Regions from separate parts of the Hordeum vulgare genome. Here region 1 is linked to region 2. Evidence: chromatin contacts called from public Hi-C data. All regions are on one chromosome and are shown on one strand. Each heading gives the region's core, a stretch centred on a gene start, on an enhancer-like site or on the middle of the called end of the contact. The rest is flanking DNA. Distances are from core to core; before and after follow the strand shown. Region 1 holds the start of LOC123448854 (putative zinc finger CCCH domain-containing protein 21). Region 2 has its middle 44 kb from the start of LOC123448851.

Region 1 (7,395 bases), core at 288-2,787, 540 kb after region 2:
TATGAACACAACCTGATGCTAAATGCGATTGTCAAATCATTAATAGAACGTCATACTGCCAGAGTTTCGTCTGATTTTGCAGGTTTAAACTTCCCCTCTAACCATATAATTGCGTCACACACACCTAATTTCTCCTCAATTAAGCGACTCTGCAATGCAGTTCGACTTACTGCATCAAGCGACTCTGCCTCTGTAGCTGAACCGGAAAGCAGAGTATTACGATTCTGAGTACAAAATTAGCTAATTCAACATAATCTGCTGCTTGATGCTATCTTCAAATTACAAATAGAGCACCGTACTACCAGGGATCGTCTAATTTTGCAGGCAACTTGTTATTTCACCATCTAATTGCATCACAAACCAAATTTCTCCACGATTACTACGAATTTTGCAGGAACTGGAACTATTGAACTGTATTCGAGGGTTTCGCCGCAAATTTTCGAGTTCGGAGCAGATAAACAAGCGATTCATGGCGAAATAAAGCAGTGAATTCGTAAGCAGTAGGATTTGCGGGTTTACCTCGATCGAAGGAGGCGGACGAACATGGAGGCGCTGCGCCTCTGCCTCGCCCTGCGGCTGCTTTGCCTGCGAGAGGTAGCACTTGGAACGGATGGAAATGCTCTTCGGCGCGCCCCCGCGTGCTGCTACCCCCTCCGTCGGCTTCGGCGGTAGTGTCGGAGCCGCCGCGATCGCCCGCTTCCCCTGATCGGCCTCGAGCTCCTCGAGGAGGAGGGACAGGTGCATGTTCTCCGCTCTGAGGCGGAGGCGCTCGAGGCGGAGGTCAGCGGCCTCGGCCGTGGCGTCGCGCAGGCGCAGGAAGCAGTCGTCGTAGCGGTCGGCGATCGCGCGCAGGAGCCTCTCCGCCTCGCGCACCTCGCTCGCCTGCTCCGCCGACACGCGGAGCGGCGAGACGTAGCGGCCGTCGGAGACGCACGAGGAGGGCGAGTGGAGCTGCGTCTCCGCCGATGATGACCCCCATGTGGGCGAGCTGAGCAGGCCTCCCTTGCGGTGGCCGTCGGATACGCGCGACGAGGGAGTGAAGGCGAGCAGCTTCTCCCGCGGCGACGAGCCGAAGCCCTCGGTGGAGACGCAGGAGGACCCCGCAGGCGAGAGGTACCCGAGCTCCCCCTCCATGGCCTCCACTGGAGAGCCCGAGCTGCGAACAGGGTAGCAGAGAGCGAGACGATGAGGAGCTCGGCTTCGGAAATTGGAGGGAAGCAGTGGCAGTTTGAGAGACAGGTCGAAGTGACTTGATTGCCCTGCCTTATATAGAGCCCCCGTCCATGTCACTAAGACCAAGGGCAGGAACGACTTTTCTCCTCTTTATCTGACGCGACGAGCTCCTGCGTTAAGTTGAACAACTGCGTTATCTGGTACTCGAAATGAATCAAGGCCGTCAAAAAGGAGTATACGTTAGCTGCAGTATCAAGGCCGTCGAAAAGGAGCATACGTTAGCTGCAGTATCAAGGCCGTCGAAATGAATAAAGTGAAAATGACCTGATTTCCCTTCCTTGTTCAGCGCCTGCTCAACTCAACAAGGGTAGAATCGACTTTTCTCCCAGTTTTTCTCCCAGTTACTGCTAAAAAGTAGAGTAGCTCTATTCCGTTTAGAGCGTTCCTGAAGAAACAGTAAGAGCACTCCATTTGGAATCTATACTGATGCCGCAGCTCTGAATTTAGCATTGTGCATATAATGGTTCAGATAGTGTACAACAGTACAGAGCCAGCAAGTATCAGTAATATTGAGCACTGAACTGCTGACCAAAATATCAACGTAACAATCAGGAATGTATCGTTGTTCTGCTGTTGAAACAGCAAAGAAATCAGGGCTAGGGTCTGCGAATAACAGCTCCGTAATACAACGCCGATGAAATAATCTAGAGTTTCCAGATATTGTTCAGGTGAGGGTGTCAGCAGTCATTTTTTAGGGGGCGTCGTCTGGATATCAGAGACCCGGAACGACTTCTCAAGAAGCTGCGGAACTGTTAGTTTCAACTCGAACGTCAACTTCTGGAGCACATAACACAGGGCGGTCACATCACGCATTGCACGGTGCGCTTTGCCATCCACTGGGATCTTGTAGTGCTCTACCAGATTCTTCATCGACGCCGAGCTGATTTTTTTCCCTGATATGGAAGAGAAATGAGGTTAAGCTTTTGAGTTGCATGATTTGCTTCAGTTAAATGAACTTTCTTTTTTCAGTTATGGAAAAAAACAAGAAACAACGATCCATCTTATACTTATGTTTACTAATTGGAGACTCCACATTAATCCTAGCAGCTAGGGATATTTGTCCGTCTGATCTGCATATGATGCATGTTTTGCCGTCAGATGAAGTAGCAGAGGCGCCTCACCATCTGCTCTCTCCGACAGACGCAATCCATCTCTTCCTCTGTATCCCAGCCTCCCTCGAGAAGACAAGAAAAATATCTCCAGTCACCAGCGATGAATTCAATCCGGCAGCCACCCCCACCTCCACAGGCCTTAATTTGTTGGGGTTATGTCTGTGTGGAGCCCGCCTCTGCCTCCCCAAGGCCACTCATCTTGCAGACTGAGCGCCTCCCTGTGGCAGCATCCGCTGAAGTTTGCACCCTCGCCACCACGCAAAGTTGGCATAGCTATCTGCTGGAGCATTAGCAAGACCCGTTCTGCTGGGACTCTACAATAATCTGACCATTATCTAGTACAGTCATGCTCGCATTTTCCCTATGAGGTGTACGATGGAAGTATATACCTGTATTGCTTTCATCTGAAAAGGGCGAGATAATGGCAAGCACTTGGTGACCACTCCCAAGCCTAGGGCTAGCTGGTAGCCTCGGTGATTTAGTGTATTGATGCATGTGCAAGAAGTGTAGGTTTAAGATTTATTATCGTCCCTGTTTGAAATCATTGACATGCTCAGTAAGTTGTACCATATATTGTTAAGTAGACCTGATGTACGTATGATAATATTTATTTTTATGTAATTATTATGTGCAATCATGGGGCATGCAATCAAGCCTTGAAAAACACAACAATCAAACAAACTGGCAGCAAGTTACCACTTACCACTGCAATCTTATATTTACAATGTGATGTCAACCTTCCAGTTTATCAGTTAATTCTTCAGGTGCCAATTAACTTTCGGATTTATAGTACTCCCTCCGTGAAGAAATATAAGAGCGTTTAGATCACTAAAATAAATCACTAAGAGCATTTAGATCACAAAAGAAATATAAGAGCGTTTAGATCAAACACTCTTATATTTCTTTAGAGAGGGAGCACATGTTTTCCTCTCTGCATGATATGTGGTTTGCTTGATTTGTTTTAGTCCTGAGCGCTCTAGAAATATAGCTTCATTGCTGCTTCAATACAAGGAATATCCAGAAAAGGTGGTTGGCAATAATGATTTCTTTGTAAGGGTTTGTAATAGTGCCAGAGTTAATTGTTATATTACATGGACAGGCTCACGTTATGATTTTTTTAGTGGATTGGCATTGCCTTTTTGCTTTCCTGTCTTTTACATTGTCATAGCCACAGACTGTTGTTAGTTACCTACACATCTGGATATATGTAAATACATAAGAGTCAATACAGGATTTTCTTTTACACTCTCTTGCTGCTGTTCAGATATATACTTTGAGAACTTCTTCCTATACTTCACTTTGCTTTGTCTATACCGACTAAACTGGGACATCTACATCTTTGTATAACAGTATAAGTACACAAAATCAAACCTTCCTGATCTTTTTTCTTACTAATTAATATTTTCCCAATTTTTATTTTGTTCATGCCCAAGATGCCAGGAAGATCTTTCAGAAGTTAAGAAACAAACTACCATTTTAACAATATATTGTTAGTCACATTAGTGAGGGGAATAATAAAAATTCCCTGTTTGAGAACTCTATTAACAGAGAATATACTTAAAATTAATGTATGATCATATCAATATGATATGTTTTAAATTCAGTATTCCTATTTGACATGAACATTTTTATCACTCAACATCTCGGGGATTAAGCTAATGATGAACTTTGCTTCTGCTGATGGCAGCTTCGATGCAATAACCTTAATTGCCTCTATTTATGTGCGACGTGTAGCCTTAAATGTAACTTTTGTAATCCAACGATGGGGCATCATATGTTATAGAGTCGACTTTGCTTGCACTTTCTGTCTCAGAAATATAAATATGCATAAAATAACACGAATACTAGATCATGCCAATACAGGAGTGGCATCTGTAACAAGAATAACAAAAGTATGTTATGTTTAGTTTCCAAGTTAGCTGTGATCACCAGAGTAAACTACGCCTTTTTCTAGAACTGAAAACAATCTTGAATATTATATTTATGCAAGTAAACAGAACACTGGAACAAAGTCGTGGCCGCTCCGCTCCACCCTGCTCCCCGCTCCGCCCCCGCGCCCCGCTAGCCTGACTGCTGCGCCGCGCCTCCAACGCCGCCTCCGTCCCCGCCGGCCGGACCTCCCCCGCGGCCCTCTCCTCCCGCGACATGGCTCCAGTGGGGGCTGACCCTGTCGACCGCCGCGAGACCCTCTCCGGCGAGCGTGTCTCCTACGGGGACCGCTGGTCGAGCTCGGAGAGCGAGTCCTCGGCGCGCTCGTACAGAGACGTCGCCCGCACTCCGCCGGCCGCTGCTGCGCCGCCGGCCGCCCTCGCCTCCGACCGCCTGGCGCCTGCAGCCCGTCCCCCCGCCAAGGACCGCCTCGGACCCCGCTCGGAGGTTCATCGCGTCTCGGGCGGCCCAGTGCTAGACGCCGACGACTTCCAACAGGCTCGTCGCAGAGAACGGCCCCGTTGCCCGCGTCGCGTTGCGCCGGCCGCGCCTTCGCCTACGCGCCGCCGCAGCCCCTCACCGGAGGAGCTCGCGGGCCTCTGCTTCCGGTGCCTTGATCACCGCCACTGCGTCAGGGACTGCCCCAACGACATCCGCTGCTGCCGTTGTCTCGCCTCTGGCCACGCCTCCCGCGACTGCGATGGTCGGCGACCCGCGGCCGCGCCCCAGCGCTCCCAGCGCGCTGCCGGGGACCAGCAGCCCAGGCCCCCTCGCGGTGCCCCTGCCAGGGCGTCTCCCCCGACGACGCGCCTGCCCGCTCCGATCCCCACCGCTGTAGCCCCTTCCCTGCAGCGGCCTCGCCAGGCCGATGATGCCCCCGCCCGCGTGTTCCTGGCCCAGACAGAAGAAATGGACGAGGCGGAGCTGGTGCTCGGCCGCGCAATGGTGGCCACCGTCACGGGCACTCGGCCATCTGTGTCCCTGATCGAGGTGTCCGAGCTCGTCATGTCCTCTCTGGAGCTGGAGGAGGGCGACTTCTCGGTCCATCAGCATCGCCCGGAGGACTTCCTGATTCTCTTCTCCTCCCTCGCAACCATGAGAAGGTTCCGCGGCGAGCACTTCCTCAGCTCGCCGCGCTTTGCCCTGTCCCTTCGGCCCTGGTGCAAGCTTGCCCACGCCGGCGCTGGCGAGCTCGAGTACCGCGTCGAGCTGGAGATCCGCGGCATCCCCGCCCACGCCTGGCTTCTCTCCACGGCGGAGCACGTGCTGGGTGGCAGCTGCTGGATCGAGCGCCTGCACCCCCGTACGCGTTCCCGCGAGGACATGGCCGTCTTCCGCGTCACCGGGCGCGCCCACGACCCGGCGGACATCCGGCGCGCCGCCACCCTGGAGATCATTGAGCAGCTGCCCGGCCGTGTCCCGTCGGAGGCGCCCGACATCCGAACGCTCACCTTCCCCGTCTCCATTGCTCTCACTAAGGCGGAGCTGATCAGGGCTACTCCGGCCATCGCCCAGGACGCTGCGGGCAGCGCAGGAGACGGTGAGGACGGTGGCGCAGACGGCCGGCATGGCCCCGGCAATGGGCCCGGTCACGGTCCTGGTCCGGGGCCCGGGCGCGCTCGCCGACGTGGTCGCAAACGCCGTCGTACGGCGGAGGCACAGAACGGCCGAGCCGATGGTATGGCAGTGGACGCGCTCGCGCCGCTCGCGCACGCACGTGGCCGCTCCGGCCGTGCAGACGGCGCCGGCGTGGTGGCTCCCTGGCCGTACCCGGCCGCGCCGCGGCAGGGGTTGTGCCCCAAGCGGGCTGGCATGCTGACCTGGCCCGGTCAGCAGGGCCCAGCACGCCCCCGTCACGGCGTCAGAAAAGGACGCCAGCAGACGCGCGTCGTGACGCCCAAAGCGTCTTTGTCGGTGGGCCACTCGCGCAAAGTGGCGAGCACAGGAGTGGAGGACGGTTCGGCCGTTCGCTTTGGGACAGTTGGCACTCCCCCGTTCGCTGCTCAGGGCCACGATGCGGCAGGGGCGTCGACGTCGCGCACGACCGAAGCAGATACGGACGGGCCCACTTCTGCAGCAGCTGATCCTATGCCCTGTCGGGATCGGTGCCTGCTGCGCCTGGGGCCCGCCGAGCAGCGCGTGAGGTCGCCGCCTGCGCCCCGGTCTGGGCAAATCGAGCCGATCCCACCCCTCGCCGCTGCCACACCAACAAAGCCCCCGTTTACCCCCTCGGCTTTTTTCGCGCGCCTTTGAGGAGAGGGCGGGACGCGCATCGCTCCCCCCCGCCAGCCCTGCTGACGCCGCCCCGTCCCTACCAGCCTGCTCTCTGGAGGCGGGGCCCGCGGCCATCGTGACCACCATCGCCGTGCCAGCGTCCTTGGATGCCGCTGGGACCGAGCCCTCTGGGCTGGTGGCTGACGTCACTGTTTCTGGGACGCTTGCCGAGGATCACCTGCCCGCTGGGGCCACGCCTGCTCCTACAGAGGCGCACTCGGCAGAAGAAATGCCCTCGCCCGATGGCCCGCCTGTTGTTCAGTCTGTGGTACCCTTGGACGCGCAACAACAGCAGGGACCAGGAGCGGATCCCCCCCGCGGTCGCGGCCACATCTCCATCCTGCCGAGGCCTGCCTGCCAGCCGGACCCCGGGGCGACTCCCATCAGCAACCGGACGCAGCCTTCGATGCCAGGGCGCTTTGCATCGCCGCCACTTACTCTGCAGAGACGCCGTCCCTGTGTAACCACTGGACAGACATGGACGCTGGGGGCATTCCTGTCCGCAGCCACTAAGCAGCTTGATGCGATGCTGCCATCTCCCGGGAAGCGCCAGCGGCCCCCTCTCAACTTCAGTCCCAGGAGGGGGCGTTCCGCCGCCGCCGTCGCTCCGGCACCCGCGGCCTGCACTACGGACAGGAGGGCGGTGGTGCAGATTCTCCGCACCCTCGGGATCGTCGGCGCGAATCAGCAGATCACCCCCGTCAAGATGAAAGCATATGACGACATGTTCGCCGCGCCGATCAAGCTTCCGGCGCTGGATGCCATAGCCGCTCTCGTAGACCGTGCGATCCCTGCAGGCCTGTCTATGCCGGCTGGTGATGCCATGGCATGCGCGCGCTAGGCTGGT
Region 2 (6,586 bases), core at 719-3,218:
ATACTCTAACAGCATTCCGCAGACCGAGAAAAAGGTGGCGAGCAGCGCCCGCAATGATTCCGTTAGACTATATAAATACCTATAGAAAGATGCTATTGGTATCAATATTACAGCACTGGCGCGTGATCATCAACGGATTCTTTTTTCATGAACGAAATAGAAAAGCTTTCAATAAACAAAGAGGAAAGGAGAAGCTTTGGAAGTCAATCATTTGCGCTTTCTGAGTAGATGAACTGAGCTAGATTTTTAGTCGCTTCCATTGGCAAAAACACATGCAGCTGCAATCCCAGACGCTCATTCCTTCATGAAACAGGGCATGCATGCAATCCCAAAGTCTCCATAGTATTTTCTTGCTCAAATGCTGAACGGCTGGGATCGCACATGTAAAGCTTTGGGGTCCCGGTAATTAAAGTATGCCAAAGCTTTGCATGCACAGGCAAGATCGTACTCCCTCCCTCCCAAAATAACTGTCTCAAGCTTAATACAATTTTGTACTAGAGCTAGTACAAAGTTAAGACACTTATTTTGAGACGGAGGGAGTAATTAATGTCTGCAAAAACCATTGGTAGCTGTTGATGTTCACGTATTCCTTTTTGATCGTTGCCTCGGGGAATTATGCGCCTGACACGTACTCGGGTACTGATTAACTGATACGACTTCCCTGAATTAGCAGTACGTAGTAACATCTTTGTGGGTGGCGGTGGCAGACTGACAACACATCGCTGCTGCATGCGTCTCCCGCCGGAGCCACTTTTGCTGTGCAACCGACTTGTCCGGCTTTGCATTTGGATAATCACATGCCAAGCTAGCTGCCACCATCACCTTCTCCTTTACGGTGCGAGACATGATTCCCCCAAAGATCAAGGCCCGCCTACCTGGCCGCCTCCTTGATTACAGCAGAGATCGAAATATATACTCCATGGCCCATGGGTCAGGAGCGCATATGTTTCTTTTGCGTGTTGCTTGAGCCCATCGTCATGTGCTTCTCATCAGAGGCAGCCAGCTCCACCGCACAGCAAAAGGAGCCAGAGCCAGCTTTGGACCATCTCTTCTCCCCCTTTTCCATTTTTCTCCTCTCTTTTGGCAAACGGAAATAATTGATTCGCAGATTCAAATTTAGGTGTCGGTCTCCACGCAATTTGCCAACAATGACCAATAAACAGCGGGCTTTTTAGGTGAATAAGCAACAAGCTTGGACACACCGGTTGTGTTCGTTTGTTCGTTTTACTAGGGATATATGTGTATGTGTGCCCCGATATTTGCAGCTACAAGATTCCACTAATGGACAGGACCATGCCTTTCCTTTAACCCAGACAGATCAGAGTATCCTATTTTGCTCCCCAAGTTGCCCTAGGGGAAAGGGGTGAAGAGTTCCTAAAGTGGTTAGCAGGTGCATCTACAGTGGAAAACACTGTTCTGGACTGTTGCTAAGCAAGCATGGGCCATTATTCAATTCATTCAGTTAAAAGCAGAGATTATGATTGCATTTTCCTTGAGTACAGGCAGGCAGGCCAATCTCTCCGGCTGCATGATTCCCCCTCTGCCCGACACTATGTTACGACTAGCCGCCTAAAGGAGACTGGGATTTGGACGCCTCCGGTGCAGCATTGTTAGCAAAAGAAACATGAAACCATAGCTCTGAAGTCGCGTTTCGTCAGGATTATTCGTCGGCTTGTAGCTTGTGTCCTTATTTTCTTCATTTCTTTTCTCAGTTCGACGTGAGAGCTGCAAGTGATCTCGCTTTCAGTAAAACACCTGCAAGTGATCCAACCGATCCGGTCCAGCCAAAGCGGTAGGCGTGAGCAACACGACGCATTGTTTTTCCTCCTGTCGAGCATTTTTCAAGCTTCATCATAAATCAGGCCGCTAGCTGCTTTCGATGTCAAGCAAGATATAGACGGCATGATCACGGGGAGCCACCGATCGCTCCCTCCTGACGTAACAACAAACTTCCCAATTGTTTCTGGGGGAGCGATCACTTCCCGTCCAAGCTTTGGTCCGCGCATCGCCACCGAGCTTTAGTAGGAAAAGGAAATGGAGGGTTTGGGGAGGGAATGGCTTTGCTTCCACTTAACTGTAAGGTGGGGGTTGTTGCTTACTTTCTTGGCACAACGCTTAGCACTTGAACCACCAACGGAGACCGACACTGCTATACGGGCCACACAAAGTTTGCCTCCGATGCAAGAGACGGCATGCAACGGCCGGGCGGTACGTGCTTGGGTTGGGGATCAGTACCTGACCTAGTACCACTAGTTAGTGTTATCACGTTCTATACCATCATATCCATACCAACTGAAGCTAAGCCTAAAAGAAGCTACTATCAAGTACTGTATTATTATCGATGCAGTGCTATAATCCAGTCTCTGATACTGTGGCCTAGAAATCGAGCATAGCAGATCGGCGAATCCATGGACGGGCCACCATGGGCGATCACTGTTGGACCACCGCTCGCTGAGGCGAATCCCGAGTGCGCGAGCATCATTCGAAGGAAGGGAATTATATGATGAAAACGAGCAGCCGATGTGCCGTGTGTTACTCTGGTTTTTCCTTGGAAGGTGTATACTTTAGTTGTCGAGTGTCACATTCATCAGCTATGTAACCTGCAGAGGCACGAGTATGATTCTAGCGTATGATTCATTGTTATCTGATAAAGGTTTGGCAAGGTGAAGGCACACTGCGTTTGATCTGTGCTATAGCTATTAGTGCCCATCCGTATTGCTTGCTCCGAAATGCTGCATGCAACAGTGCATTACAGTCTAAGCAAAGTAACTCATGAATATTAGGAGGTTCAGCTAACAACACTTCTACCCCGCAAAAAGAAGAAAACTTCTAAAAATATAGTTTTCTTTTCGACAAAGAGTGAATTTTATTAACTTAAAATGAGGCATCGAGTGGATACAAACACAATGAACAGGCATCCGGCCTTTACATAGTTAGGGTATACAAAACCTACACCTTCTGATTATGGATATCCGTCGTTAAAGAGGTCCGAAAACACTCTAATTTTTTAAGGAAAAAACCATCCCAGTAGAAGATCCGGTTTTTTTTTTTTTTTTTGCAAAAAGAGCCTTGGCTCAGTGGTTAAGCATGCGGTTGTGCGGCCCAACGACCCGAGTTCAATTTTTAGAATTGACAGGTAATGCACAGGGAGTTTTCTCCCATTTATTGAGGATCAAGTTTGACGTGTGGTGAAACCACTCATCAAAAAAATCTTGATATCCATTTAAAAAATTCCGAGGATCATGTTTATCTTGGTACTCATATTAAAATGGTTGTATGCATCCCTGGTGCAGAGGCCGGAAAGTGAAATTCTTCCCACTTTTAGACGTACGCCTGGGTCGCCTCCTGCTAGGGCGACTCAAGCGGAGATCCACCCCGCTCCCGGGCCGCTTCCACCCTGTTCTCCCCTCCATCGCCGCTGGATGAAGCCGTCGTGCGAAGCCCTGGCCGGCCGATGGCGGCGGCGGAGGATCACTTTCCTCCCGTGTCCGAATATGGTGAGGCGGGTCACCCATCGGCGCTGGGGCGCCTCGCCTTGATCTGTGTCGCAGCAGCACGGCGGCTCGCCTCCGACAATGGCTCAAGGCGGCAACGACGTGGTGGGCGGAGGCGACGAAGCTGCAAGGCGACGTGGAAGATCGGGTGGTGCAGGCTGTTGGGCGCGTCCGAGTGGTCACGGAGGCCATGGTGACTCTGGCCGGCGGCTCGGTGGTGGCTACGTTCGGCCTGGATCCCGGGGCGGCGGCCCTGGACGGTGGCGGCATGTTAAGCTCGGGCTGTCCGCGACGGCATGCCGTGGTGCAGTCCCCGTCCAAGGCGGATCTGCGTCGGCGATCTTGTGGTCTTACTACGGATTCGTTCGGATCAGAAACGGTGACGAGCGCGTGGGATCCATCTTAGCGGCTCTCGCGGTCAGGCGAGGTGGGGTGGGAGCCCTTCTCTCAGGCTTCAGTGGTGGCACACTCAGGCAGTGGCCGGTGCGCCAGGGCTCCTATGATGGCAGTGCTGTCGTGGATGGTCGTCGGATCTAGGCGGATAGATCTGGGGCTTTGAAGGTGGTCGGAACGGTGCACAGGTTGCCGGGTGGATTTTTTTGGGACGGATCCGGGTGAAAACCTTGTCTTCGGCCAGTGGCCCGAGCCGGTGATGGCAGCGCCCTTATCGTTGTTTCTTCATGAAGGCATCATCGAGGTGAAGCTCCCAACTCCACCCAATACCCCTGGGGGAAACCCTAGATCGGCAGATCAGATGACGACGGCACTCTTGTGTTGTTTCCTCCTTGGGGGCGTCTTTCTTGGAGGTGTACGCGGGCTCGAGGGACAAATGGACGACATCTTTGGTGGAGTGGTGCTTCATCCTACATATTCATGGTGATGGATCTCGGCAGCGTGGAACAGTGGAGGCTTAGCGTCCGATGTGTGGCGATGGACTCACGCAGGAGGAAGACGATGTCTGGCGTCGTGTTGACGTCGATGGCAGAGAGGCCTCGCAAGGTAGATGCATCAGTAACTGCTTTGAGGATGGATCGATGGAAGACGAAGGTGACGGCCCTTGCAGCGTGTACGTTGGTGCCCACTGGGGGTGCGTCGGACCGGTGTGTCATCCAATTCCGACGGGTGGCTGGGATGGGGCATCCGGCTTTAGATGTTAGGGTTAGGTGCGATGTTTCTTTGGTATTTGGCCCGGACATTCGGCACCCCTTCATCAATTGGATAGGTGTAGCGACATGTGTTGTCAACATGATGGCTTCAGGGCGTGTTGATGTTTTGCTTTGTAAAGGTCTTGATGAATAATTAATAAAATGGTTGAATGCATCGTCCAGATGCAGAGGCCGGGGGTGCATCCTCCTTTTTTTTTTAAAAAAAAAGAAGACCCGTTTTTACCAAACTACTCCCTCCGTTCTTAAATATAAATCTTATTAGAGATTTCATTGGAAAAATATATACGAAGCAAAATAAGTGAATTTATACTTTAAAATTTGTCTATATACATCCGTATGTAGATCCCTGGTGAAACCTTTAAAAAGACTTATATTTAGGAACGGAAAGAGTAATGAATAATCGCGTGATAAGAAAACAAAAGAGGATAGGGAAAAGAACAGATCGCGAAATTAATGACACCTTTGCCAGGATACTCTCTTTCGGCCTCGCATTAGCAGATTTGCTCCCACGCTTAAATTCATTTCTTGACAGCAACTTGGGACTCCATACTACACGCTCCGAGTTTCGGACGGGATGGACCCCATGATTTGCACCAAACGCCGGAAATTAATGAGAACAAAAAGGATGGAGACCGGCCTGTGCACTTTTGTGGCGTGGTGCCATGCTACCAAAACGATTCGTAGGAAACAACATCATGGTCGTAGGCTTGTACTACTAGCACGCTGTTTTATTTTCGGAAATGCAGAACACCGTGAGTTTGTGCGACTTTGAGAGGAGTCATGCACACATGTAATTCAGTTCAGGTTGATGAAACGGGTGAGCAGGTGGAGAAGGATCGTCTGACTCGCAAAACAGGGCTCGGATCTGCACCATATGCAGGCATGATTTGCTCAGACAAATTGCTTCGACATTGACCTCGAGATTAGACTCGGAGGCTCCAAGCGTCGCAACAGGGGAGAAGCGCCAGCGTAGCTTTCATGGGCCGGCGCCCACTTTGCATCTTGAATCATTTTTCCTCGTGGAGAGGCAGCGGCAGGCCGCCCGATGACGCGCCGCTCGGGCCCTCCTCTCGCTTTCGTTCCGCGCAAGCGCACCCGAGACGAACCGAGCCGAGCCAAGATGTAGTGAACAGCGGTGGCGCGAGGCTCCGGCGTACGAGCGGCCGTTTGAATTCTTGGGTTACCGTTGCCCGCTTCCGATGGCCGACGAGGGGAGGCAAAATTTCGTGTTTTATGCTCTTTTTTTTGTCAATTTTAAGCGGATCTGATCTTGGTTTGAAAAAATATCAACATTTGGCCCTTTTGCTACCGTCAAGCTGTTCGACGGTAGGGTTACGTAGCCTACCGTCAGGGTCTTCGACGGTAGGCTAACGGCAACAACTGCTTACTTAACGACCCTTGCGTTGACCTGGCACACACCTACCGTTAGGGTGTGTGACGATAGGCTATGATAACCTACCGTTGAGGTCTCTAACAATAGGATGCATACATTTCCAGTTCTCAGTGCTGGCACTTGGATTCGCAGAATTTCTGCGGTAGGGTTACACATCCTACTGCCATGGACCTTGACGGTAGGGTGTGATCATAGTGCATTTTTACACATAACTTATATTTTATCGGTTTAATTTGTATGCCTCAGCAATATTGTAGACTTAAAAACATAAAATATGTATAGATCAATACAATATAACATGTATCACACCTCGATACGAATAATAGTTCAACTAAGAAACATAGCACATATCCAAATAGTTTCACATAGCAAACGGTTCAAAAAATACCAAATCATTTCACAAAGCCAACATAAATAGTTTAACTAGTTCAATGGTAGCAACTTCACTTGCTCCTTCCCCTTTTGGAGGTACGCTCCTCGTTGTTTTTTGAACATGTCTCACCTACCTTCTTCTTGCGTTAAGAAGGACGCGC

Evidence for each region. A called contact is a pair of places that touch in the nucleus more often than the background predicts.
Region 1: a Hi-C map of leaf shows a contact between it and region 2, with 2.7 times the contacts expected there. The contact joins the promoter of LOC123448854 here to the enhancer-like site in region 2. A contact is called at or near these places in 2 of 6 Hi-C or Micro-C datasets (leaf and seedling).

What each region holds. Positions count from the first base shown.
Region 1 is chr4H:437,682,628-437,690,022 of MorexV3_pseudomolecules_assembly, forward strand. It overlaps LOC123448854 (putative zinc finger CCCH domain-containing protein 21), which reads right to left and starts at 1,538. Exons shown (of 2, transcript XM_045125882.1): 1 at 520-1,538. The coding sequence starts at 1,134. It overlaps LOC123448853 (exonuclease DPD1, chloroplastic/mitochondrial-like), which reads right to left. Exons shown (of 4, transcript XM_045125880.1): 4 at 1,644-2,126. The coding sequence ends at 1,918.
Region 2 is chr4H:437,137,498-437,144,083 of MorexV3_pseudomolecules_assembly, forward strand. No RefSeq gene overlaps it. Among protein-coding and RNA genes, the nearest start is that of LOC123448851, 44 kb to the right of the region's middle. Within about 2 kb of position 1,969, at least 2 of the 3 cell types and tissues checked have open chromatin away from gene starts, as enhancers often do. A contact at or near this core is called in leaf, where this site is marked.